Regions from separate parts of the Mus musculus genome. Here region 1 is linked to region 2. Evidence: chromatin contacts called from public Hi-C data. All regions are on one chromosome and are shown on one strand. Each heading gives the region's core, a stretch centred on a gene start, on an enhancer-like site or on the middle of the called end of the contact. The rest is flanking DNA. Distances are from core to core; before and after follow the strand shown.

Region 1 (5,239 bases), core at 331-2,830, 180 kb before region 2:
TTTGGAGTAGGGAGATCTGGGGAAGGAATTGAAGTTGCATACTACCAGGCTGGACAGGAAGAACACGCATGTATTCTCTTTGCAAAATATAAAATGTAGCATATATCTTCCACATTGTACTAAGTGTACTGTTCAGACTCGATATTCGTGCTCCATTTTGCCTACATGTCCAAGGGTATCACGCTGACATCTTAAATGACAATAGGGCTCGCTATGGTTTTACTCCTTATTTCTAATGGATTTATCATTCTATGTGGTGGTGTGCTCTAATTCTGTATTCCAAAAAAATGCTCAATGGACTGGGGAAACAGCTCAGGGGCCAAAGTCCAAACCTAAGGGAAAGGACTTGGATCCCCAGAAGCCACATAAAGAGTCAGACAGGAGTGGCAGCCCCTGTATTCCAGCACTACGGAGGTAGAGGCAAGATATTCGTGGGCCAAGCTGGTTAGCTATACTAGCCAGAATGGATGGGCTCTGGGTTCTGCTAGAGATCCTGCCCAAATAACAAAGGGGAGAGCAGGGGCTGAAGAGGACATTCAGCAGTTGAGAGCACTCGCTGTTCTTCCAGAGGATCCAGGTTCGATTCCCAGCACCCACATAGGGGCTCACAACCATCTATAACTTCACTTCCAGGGGATTCTAGCTCTCTTCTGGCCTCCATGAGCTCCAGCCATTGCAAGTGGTACATAGACATGCATGCAGGCAAAACATCCACACACATAAAAATAACAAAGTAATAATTAAAAAAAAATAAGTGGAAAGCATTCGAGGAAGACAGCTGGCATTGACCTTGGGCCTACACACACTATTGCACACATATGCAAATATAGTTGCACACATGTGCATACACACACATACCCCACATGGGAAAGAAGGTGATCCTAAGATCCTCCCTTGAGGATTTACCTTTGATCATTTATGAATCCATCCCCTCTGTATTTGTAGATCATGAGAAGTTGTCCACACGTGCCTGGTCTTAGAAATGCCCCAATTTCTAAAGACTGAAAGGTTGTAAAACAGCAAAGACATGGGAGGTGTTCCTAGCCTCCTAGATAAAAGAGGGGAACTGGGGCTGGCCAGATGGTTTAGCAGATAAAGGTGCTTATCATGCAAGCTTCAATTCAATCTCTTGAACACGTCTTAGAAGAGAAAAAAAACAACTCCTGAAAGCTGTACTCTGGCCCTCAGATAGGCACCATGGCAACTGCACACTCACGTATGTACATCATGCATATATGACACAAGAGGAGCCAAGTCTTGCCTTGTGTTTTATAACAATCATGCACTGTTGGGAGGACAGCTCTGTGAAGAAGGCCATCACATGATGCAGGACAAGGACAAGGCGAATGGGCTTTTTGCTATTGTTTGTGTTGTAATGGAGCCCAGCTCTTTAGGAACCTCTGTTGCAGCGTTCTTCAGAGGCTACATTTCAAAGTCACAATGCCCAAAGGATCTTAAGGTCACTGGGTCAACATCAGAAGGAAAGAGACAAATCAACGGGTGGGTTAAGCCACATGAGCCACATACACTTCTCCACTGTAAACTCCAAGCTCAGATCCAATCATTACTCATGTTGAAGTAGCTATTAATAGAAGTCACTATTTATAGAAGCAGCCATTAATCCATGCTACTTTGGCTTGAGTGCAGGCACTGGAAACTCGATAGCTTTTGTCCTTGGCTTTTCTAGAACACACACACATACACACACACAAAATCCCTTTACATGAGTCTTGGGTCATAGCCAGTGTTCCCTTCCTATCATGTCCGCCATGTCAATGCCCTCAATTCTTTTTTCTTCTTATCTCTTCTGTTCTAGAATATAACCCCACCATTGACTCCTTGAGACTTTGTTCCTAGAGTTTTGTCTAAAAGGTAGAGATATATCTGGCTAAGGTATACAGTTCCCAGGACACCTTGGCTTAGCAAACACTGGAAATTTAGAGCATATGTCACTCAAGGTATATTAGCAATAAGGACATAAAAATATACTTTTTCCAACTTACTTCTATAGGGCTAATGTTCATAATTTCTTCAAACGATAGGTGAACCATGTATCTGCCCAAAATCCATAACTTTTCTGCACTGACCCATGAAACTGAGCCATCTACAAAGAGAGAGAGAAAGAAAGAATAAATAAACACACAAATAACAGCTTCTAAGTGGGGAGGGGGTGCAGCTGGTGACGCACTGGCCATACAAGCGTGAGCACCTGAGTTTGATGCCACAGAGCCCACATTGAAAAGAAAAAAAAAAAAAACAGGCAGGATGGCCTGGCTTTAATTCCGTATAATCCCAGCACTGGGGAGGTAAAACTGGGAAGATTCCTGGGCCTTGCTGGCCAGACATCCTAACCAAATTAGTGTGCTCCAGGTTCAATGAAAGATTTTGTCTCCAAAAACAGCTGGAAGAGCTGGCAGCGCGCGAGCATGCACACATACACACACATACACTTAAATAAACAAATAGGGTGGGAAGCAATTGAGGGAGCCTCCCAGCACTGACTTTGGCCTCCACATACACACACTTGGTATGTGGTGATCCAAGACATCTTTGGTGTCAGGACTCTGTGGCATTCCCTAATTTATTCAGCTACCATCTACTGAGTCCAACCTGTGAGACCCCAAAGACACACAGGCCACAGCCACAGATATGAGCCTTGCTACCTGACGGTGTGGCCCGTAGATCAACATCATCATACCTGGAACTTGTTAGGCACTCGGATGATGTTTCAATAATTGAGACCCAAAAACATAGTGATTTGAGTTCAGTTCTTTTTTTTTTTTAAAGATTTATTTATTTATCATATGTGAGTACAGTGTAGCTGTCTTTTAGACACACCAGAAGAGGGCGTCAGATCCCATTATGGAGAGTTGTGAGCCACCATGTGGTTGCTGGGATTTGAACTCAGGACCTTTGGGAGAGCAGTCAGTGCTCTTACCTGCTGAGCCATCTCTCCAGCCCTTGAGTTCAGTTCTTTAGTCAATAATCTGACAGTGTGAGGTATGTTTGCCTCTCTTATTACTTCTTCATTTTAATCCAGTTAATAATCCTGACTTAGCAGGCTGTCATCCTTAGTCCCACAATGTACTATATTTGAATGATACCAAGCTTGCCTGCATGGACCCCAAGTTCCTGGAATCTCTGTTTGCTTGGAATGTCTTTCCTTAATTTCTGTCTACCTTCTAATTATTTTTTCTTCCTTGAAGCCTTTTGGAGTGTGTGTGTGTGTGTTTAAGCGAAACTTCCCATTTCCCATGTGATATCCAACTTCTTGTTGTTGTTGTTGTTGTTGTCTTGTGTATTGTTTGCTTGTTTGCTTTTTTGAAATAATCTCTCACTTCCCTAGCATCCACTGGCTAGACTCTGGTTCTTGGGAATGTCTCTCCCTCCAGCCCCAGCACTGAGATTATAAACAAACACCACTATGCCTGACTTTTTGCATGAGCTCTGGGGATTGAACTCAGGTCTTCATAAGTTGCCTTCCAAGCACTTTACCAACTGAGCTCTCTCCCCAGCCCCTCAGTTCTGCTTTTGCTTTTGTTGTTTTGTTTTGTTTTGTTTTGTTTTGTTTTGTTTTGTTTTTAGTGATGCTAGGGGTTGAATCCAAGGCTTCACACAGGCCAGGCTGGGGCTCAGCCACTACAAAGCTCTCCACCCTATTTCCCCTTAGTTATAAGGTCTAACTCAGTTGCCCTGGCCGGTCTTGAACTTGCTACCCTTGTGCTGAGCCTCCCATATAGCTAGAGTTGTGCTGTCAAACCCAGCTTCAGTTGTACTTTGTCTCCTTAGCTGGAAATAATCTCTTTCTCTTGGCAATTTCCAAAGAAGTCTTTGTGTCAATGTGCTCTGGCATCTGAAATCCCACACCTGTGACATATCAATAGGACTTTCAGAACAATCACAGCCAGGGTCCAACGTCAAGTTTCAATGAACTGGAATTGGTGGAAGCTGCCCTGCCCCCAGGCCTTTGGTACAGATCTTTGCACACAGGGTTGTATTGGTGGCATTTGGGGAAAAGGAAGAAGTGATACCATATAAATCTGTCACCAAGAACTGCTTAGGAGCTGTGGACATTGGCAGGGTCTGGATAAGATGCACACATCAACATTTTCATGGGCTGATGCACAAAACAAAACAAAACAAATAGACAAACAAAACCCTGTTATCTCCTCAAGCTAGGGAGTTAGACAGGTGGGGTTTGGATGACTCTGTTGGTAAAGTACTGCCTCAAAGATACAAGGACCCAAGTTTGGATCTGTAGCACCCACAGAAGCATACGTCTGTAACCCAACAATCCAGTGGTAACAGTGAGGATGTAAATGGATCCCTTACTTCCTCATTGGCCAACGTGTTCATTGGCTAGTCAATTCAGCCAATCAGTGAGCTCCAGGTTTAGTGAGAGCCCCTGTCTACAATAATAAAGAGGAAAGTAGTTGAGGAAGACATCTGATGTCTACTACCTCTGGCCATCACACCCGTGCACACACATACACACACACACACACATCACACACACACTTTTTAACAGAAGTGTGTAGATGTCGCTGTTGACATCTGGAATGGCCGTTGAAGGGAAGTGTGGCCGCAAGGGCCACTACATTCACCAAGACCCAAGCTGAATTGGCCTTACCCCAGCCAATTACAAAGCAGGAGCTGCAGTTCTACAGAACCATGATCCCTCCGCATGCAGTATTTTAATAATCAAAGTTCAGCCCATAAACTCTGGGGAGTTCACGGACTAAAAGAATATAGGGCCCTAACAGAATGAGCTTGAATTCGGTGTAATTTAATAATGAAACTTTCCACACATTGGGATTCTAGAAGGAAAATTGATTGCCAACTAAACTGACAATAAAGGCCTGAGTAAGCCTCCTCAGGGTTCTGTGGTGTGAGGCTCAGGCTACCAGAAGCCATGACTGGAGCCAGGCCGAGGGAATTCACCCACGTGCTTAAGACATTGGTTATGTGTTGTTTAAAGTTGTTCCCATGGGAGTCTCAGAGATTGATTCCAGGAAAGGACTGGCCGACACATCCTGTGTCCCTGCCCTGCTGGCTTCCTCTGTGTCCTCCCAAGACAATGAATTCATTCTCACTCCAAATCACTTGAATGTGTCTGCTGTCCCTCACCATCAAATGTCTCCCTTCCTGGAGCCTCACAGGATAGGGTCAATCCCTTCATATTTGATTTAATCCAGATGACATCCATTCAAGAAGTCTTCCCTGATTTCTTAGTTCAGAG
Region 2 (5,317 bases), core at 1,122-3,621:
ACCACCTCATTATAATTAAAGTATGCATTTCCTGGGGTTGGTTTAGTGTGTTCCAGGCATTATACAATGATCTAAGAATGTAAGGAAATAATAGCACAGACTATCTCTACTCCCTCAGAACTGATGATCTGATGGGAAACCAGAGGAGAAAGGAGGCTGCTGAAACTAAGCCACAAAATCATGACCTGAACCCCACAGGCAACATAAAAAGCAAACCAAACATAGACACTTCTTTTGTTTGTTTGTTTGTTTGTTTGTTTCTCTGTGTAGCCTTGCCTGTCCTGGGACTCACTCTGTAGCCCTGGCTGTCCTGGGACTCACCCTGTAGACCAGGCTGGCCTCGAACTCAGAAATCCGCCTGCCTCTGCCTGCGTAGCCACTTCTTAACATAACAGTGGAAAGCCAGGACAAAGAGAAAGGCTTCAAAGCAACCAGAGGAGGACAAAGATCAAAGCACAAGGATCAGGTTCACAGTGGGCTTTCAGTAACAACTGACGTCATAACACAGAGTGCGGCTGGGGAGACAGCTCACAGGATGAAGCACTTGCTGCCCAAGGGTGAGGACCACAGTAGGACAGCTCAGCAGTCCAGAGCACGCACTGCTCTAGCAGAGGACCCGAGTCTGTCTCCCAGTCCCCACTCCAGAGGGACCTGACTCCTCTGGCCTCCACGGGCACCTATACTCACCTACAACTACCCACAGACATATACTCAAAACTCATGCAGCCACCTGTAATCCCTAGATACCCACAGCAAACTGGCCAGCTAAACTAATGAAGATGGGGGAAAACTCCAGGTTCAGGGAGAAATCCTGCGTAAAGGAGAAAGCAACCAAGAAAGACACTTGACCTCAACACTGGGCCTCAACACACATATTCCTATACATTTATGTAAAGCGCACACACAGAAAATACATCAATGCATGAAGAAAGAACTATCACTAACTTAAAAGCTGAGGAAAGCTATTACTGCAGACCTGTATTAAATACTATAGCACTCTTTGGGAAGATTGAAATGATTCCTGATGGGAATTCAGATGTACACTGGAATAAAAATACAATACAAAAGGCAGACATGTGAGTAAGCCTAAGAACACTGGCTGCATAAAGTCTTGTGGGCCTGAAAATATAGACACGATTAAAATATACATGTGGGAGGTGAACAGCTAAAATAGTCTAAGATTTTGAGCTGTCTTGGAAGAAAGTAAAAAGCAATTGACATGCAGCAGAGCATGCCAAAACTGTAGGGAACCAATAAAGAGTTAAGAGACTAACTCCCAAATTTGTATAAAAAAATGGAAGAGTCCTGGAAGAGGTAAAACGCAACTAGGCAGAACACCAACAGCATTCCATTCAGACTCCCAAGCAGCTTACCTCTTTACCACCCAGTTTCCTTGGACTAACATCGCCACCTTCTGGATGCCACGTAGAACAGCCACAGAGTCCACAGAGGGGCCCAGGAGGCTCATGAGATTAGCGAAGGGCATGACTTTCACTGAGGTGGAAAGACAAAAGACACAACTCACTAGGTAAAGTGCGAGACCTGACCCTTCTCTCTTCCCCAGCAAATGTTTCTAGAGCATTAAGATCCCAGGCCCTGCAACTCCTAGTAACGTGAATAACTGCAATGGCACCAGCAGTCACCACAGCAGTGGCCGAACGTTATGGCCTGGCCTCTTGCCTTCCACAGAACAAATGTCAGGATCTATGTGGAAATCTAAGGAGTACAGAAGATTCTGTCACTATTAGACCCAGAAAGAGTTGAACCCCACCACCACCACCACCACATTCCAGCTGGTTGGAAAAAGCAGAGACAGGATTTGAACCCAGGTCACTTGTAATGCCTCTGGAACTCAGGGCAAAACCTGGAAAAAGCCCAGAGTCCAGAGTCCTCTATAGAAGCCTGGAGAGGCAGGGAGCCCCTAGTTGTATCCAGGCCTAAAGACTTCTTAGAGGAGCCTAGAGTTTGGAACTCAGCCCCCAAAAGTTCTGCACCTCCACCTGAGAAAAAAAGGAGCAAGTCCTTATTGAGTAGAGGCCTGTAAGGCACTAAGACAGAGTCCTACCTGACATCCCTTGTAAAACTGTACTTGGCCCCATCAGTGTCCAGGAACCCACACTATTCTCTTAAAGACAGACCAAAGCTCAAATTGACCTGCCCAGGCTCCTGCAGCAGGGAGCTGGCCAGAACAGCTCAACAGCCCGTCTTAAAGACCAGTGCCACTGGGTGACTCGACACAGTGGTGCATTACTGATCTGCCCAGACAAGAATGGAGCTGCCAAACTGGACAGTCTCTGGGGAGCAGAGGGGCTTTGGCCCTGGAGGCAGAGAGCAGAGCTCACCGTTCTTCATCAGGACCTTAATCTGATCAGCCAGAGGCAATGTACGCAGCTGGGCCATAGATAAGACATTGCTGGGAGCCACAGGCTTGTCCCTGTTAGAAGCAGAGTTGAGTTAGGAGGCAGTGGGAGGCAGTGGGAGACAGTGGGAGGCAGTGGGAGGCAGTGGAGGGTGGACACAAGAGCCCCTTACTCACTTCTCCTCCTCTGGGCTGGGCGGCATGAGCATCATGAGGTATTCACTGTAAGGAGAGGGAGGGGCTCTGTGGACTCTGCCTCACCCACGAATGTGAGCACAGACCACAGCCAGGTTGAACCCTGGGGTGGTGTAAGCAAATACCCATCCCCCCCATCCCCAGTAGTCCTAGTAGCTCCTGGACAAGCCTCACAGAACATGAGGCTCATCTATGCCAGGCCACCCTCCTGGGACTTCTCTAGGAACAGTGTCCCCACTTCAGCCTGCCTACAAAAAAAAGGGGCCACAGTCCCAACAGATTGTTTTCCAGAACCTCTAGCCAGCACCAGTTAGTCCCACCTGGGTGACTTGACGAGCTCCGTGTTCTCTACCCCGCTGGATCCCTGACACAGCAGGTACTGGCGCTCATGCTCTGAGCGGCTGTCCTGTGAAGAGAGGGCAGGGCAGATCACCTCCCGCTCCAGCCACTACCCTGCTCCAAGGCTCTCCACAGACCCATATGTAGCCTCCTGAGCACAACACCCACAAATCCTCTGCAATGTGGTCTCAACCACCCACCCACCCTGGCTTTGGGATCCCAGCCCTCGTATTCCATCTACAGTGCAGAAACCCCAGCAAGAACTAAAACCAAGCTAGCCTTCACCAAGCACCCACCATGTGTCAGGCTCTGTACCAATGCTCATTAACACACTAACGGTACAAGGGCTCTAACTATCCCTGTTTCACAGAGAAGGAAACTGAGACTAAGAAAGAAAAGGCAGCTGGGCGTGGTGGCGCACGCCTTTAATCCCAGCATTTGGGAGGCAGAGGCAGGTGGATTTCTGAGTTCGAGGCCAGCCTGGTCTACAGAGTGAGTTCCAGGACAGACAGGGCTACACAGAGAAACCCTGTCTCGAAAAACAAAGGAAGAAAATGCATTTTCCCAAGGTCACACAGGGAGAAACTATAGGGTAGCTGCAAGTCTGACCCTGAACCTAAGGCTCTCCTGATGCTAATCTTTTCCTGGAAGGTTCTGGTTGGTCCTTCCCCCAAAGATCAGGAAGCCAATGTTCAATTGTTTTCTTTACTGAGTATAGCATCAGATAATAGGTTGCAAAGCCCTGGAACCCAAATATATTCAAACTCACCCTGGATAGGTGGGCAGTAGCCAGAGTATGTGACAGACAGTAGATTCTCCAGTGGGACCCCAGATGACGTGTCTAGCTTGCAGTCACCATCCAGGGTACATCAAAAACCCTAACCAAATGCCACCCCTACTGTACCTACAGCTTAGGGGGCTAAACCTCTAACTGGAACAGGAGCTCTCTGCTTCCCACTCTTTATGACACCTGCTAAGTGAGATATGGCAAGATGCAAACTGCTCACACACGTGATGCTCTCTAGGGTATAGCAAAGTGGCCATAGACAGGGTGAGCTAGAAGTGAGATAAGCGGCTCTTGGGCATCAGGGCTCTTCCCCCAGATCCTGCGCTGTCTCACCCTCATGCCATAGTAGTGCAGGTGGACCCAGGGTTCTTCTGCATGCTTCTTCTGCAAGAACTCATAGGACTGCACGCGGCGCTGGCGAGCCTGCTCGGACTCTGGCCTGGAGAACCGTACCTGTGAAGAAGGGAGAGGTCACACCCCCACATCTGTGGCCCCCAAAGATCTTACCAAACCATTGAACCCCCTCCCACTTTGCTTTTGGAATTCAGCCTCTGGGATACTAATGCAAACTGGTATTTTCTTGCTTCTGTCTGCCCTGGCCAAGGCTTTCCAGCTGGGCCACATGGGTGCCAACACATATCTTTTCAGATGAAGGCATTTACCCACGAAGGTACAGGAGGTTTTAACGGCTAGCCAACCCACTGCTGAGAACAGGACAACCTCTGAAGCCTGAGCTCTGTTACATCACTTCAGGAGAGGACGGTCTACCAGGGTGTGCAAACTCTATAGGCATTTCTGTGCCAGCTGTGACATTACTGCGCAGCATTTTCTTTCAATGGTTATTGCAAACTACATATACATAAATAGGAGGGACTTCATGCATCCTGAGTGGAAGACTAATATTCTATCTAAATCTTCCAAAGTCAAACTTGTTGGTAAGGTAACCACTATTTAAATATGCAGAATCACAAAGGTAATTAACATGAGATTTTTTTGAGCCTCTGTGACTTCACTGGGGATCCTGGGCTGTACCTTCCTGTTTCCAGGCAATTCTGGCCACACCCCAGGATCCCAGCAACTATACAGAACCAGGCTATCCCAGTTTCAACAGATGGGCGGGGGTAGTTATTTCCTCCAGGCAGCAGACTGGGGAGCAGGGAGGGGGTCAACAATACTGTGCATCTGTTACTCCCACAGATGGGGAAGTCCTTTCTGCTAGCTCGGACCCTGCTTTTTCCATACATGCTGCTCCCTCCTGCCCAGGGCCAGAGCTCACCGTGATCTGCTTAACGTCTTCTTCTGCCTCGTCCTGAGAAGAATCCCCTGCTGCAAAGCAAGCTGTCAGTACAGTCTCTACTGGGACTGCTCATTCTGCCCCAACATAACCCTCCCTCAAGAGCGCCAAGCAAGGGGCCCTGCTCTCAACTGGAGCAGTTTAATCCTCAGGTGATGTCTGGCCATCTGTGGGGACATTTTTTGGTTGTCCCAGATGTGGTATTTAGTAGGCAAGGGCCTGGCATGTCAGTAAGAATCCCACCACCTGATCTCTGTCAAGTGCTCACGTGAGCTCATTCAGACCACAGGCTGTCAGCAGGCTCACCCTCATTGGCTGCCTCCCTCTCTCGGTGCTTGGCATC

Evidence for each region. A called contact is a pair of places that touch in the nucleus more often than the background predicts.
Region 1: a Hi-C map of the G1E-ER4 cell line shows a contact between it and region 2, with 3 times the contacts expected there. The contact joins two enhancer-like sites. A contact is called at or near these places in 6 of 15 datasets of contacts at CTCF or cohesin (the G1E-ER4 cell line, the NIH/3T3 cell line, embryonic stem cells and 3 more), 230 of 484 Hi-C or Micro-C datasets (the AML12 cell line, the AtT-20 cell line, B cells and 125 more), 18 of 115 datasets of contacts at active chromatin or transcription factors (the HPC-7 cell line, the NIH/3T3 cell line, astrocytes and 11 more) and 4 of 9 other capture datasets (adipose tissue, embryonic stem cells, liver and 1 more).

Annotation. Positions count from the first base shown.
Region 1 is chr7:121,107,837-121,113,075 of GRCm38.p6, reverse strand. Otoa (otoancorin) reads right to left here. Exons shown (of 29, transcript NM_139310.2): 10 at 2,004-2,104. Among named protein-coding and RNA genes, the nearest start is that of Otoa, 27 kb to the right of the region's middle. Within about 2 kb of position 1,580, at least 7 of the 459 cell types and tissues checked have an H3K27ac peak or open chromatin away from gene starts, as enhancers often do. A contact at or near this core is called in the G1E-ER4 cell line, where this site is marked.
Region 2 is chr7:120,930,950-120,936,266 of GRCm38.p6, reverse strand. It overlaps Polr3e (polymerase (RNA) III (DNA directed) polypeptide E), which reads right to left. Exons shown (of 21, transcript NM_025298.4): 7 at 5,281-5,317; 8 at 4,957-5,006; 9 at 4,014-4,133; 10 at 2,875-2,960; 11 at 2,537-2,581; 12 at 2,343-2,434; 13 at 1,374-1,494. Among named protein-coding and RNA genes, the nearest start is that of Polr3e, 16 kb to the right of the region's middle. Within about 2 kb of position 2,371, at least 26 of the 459 cell types and tissues checked have an H3K27ac peak or open chromatin away from gene starts, as enhancers often do. A contact at or near this core is called in the G1E-ER4 cell line, where this site is marked.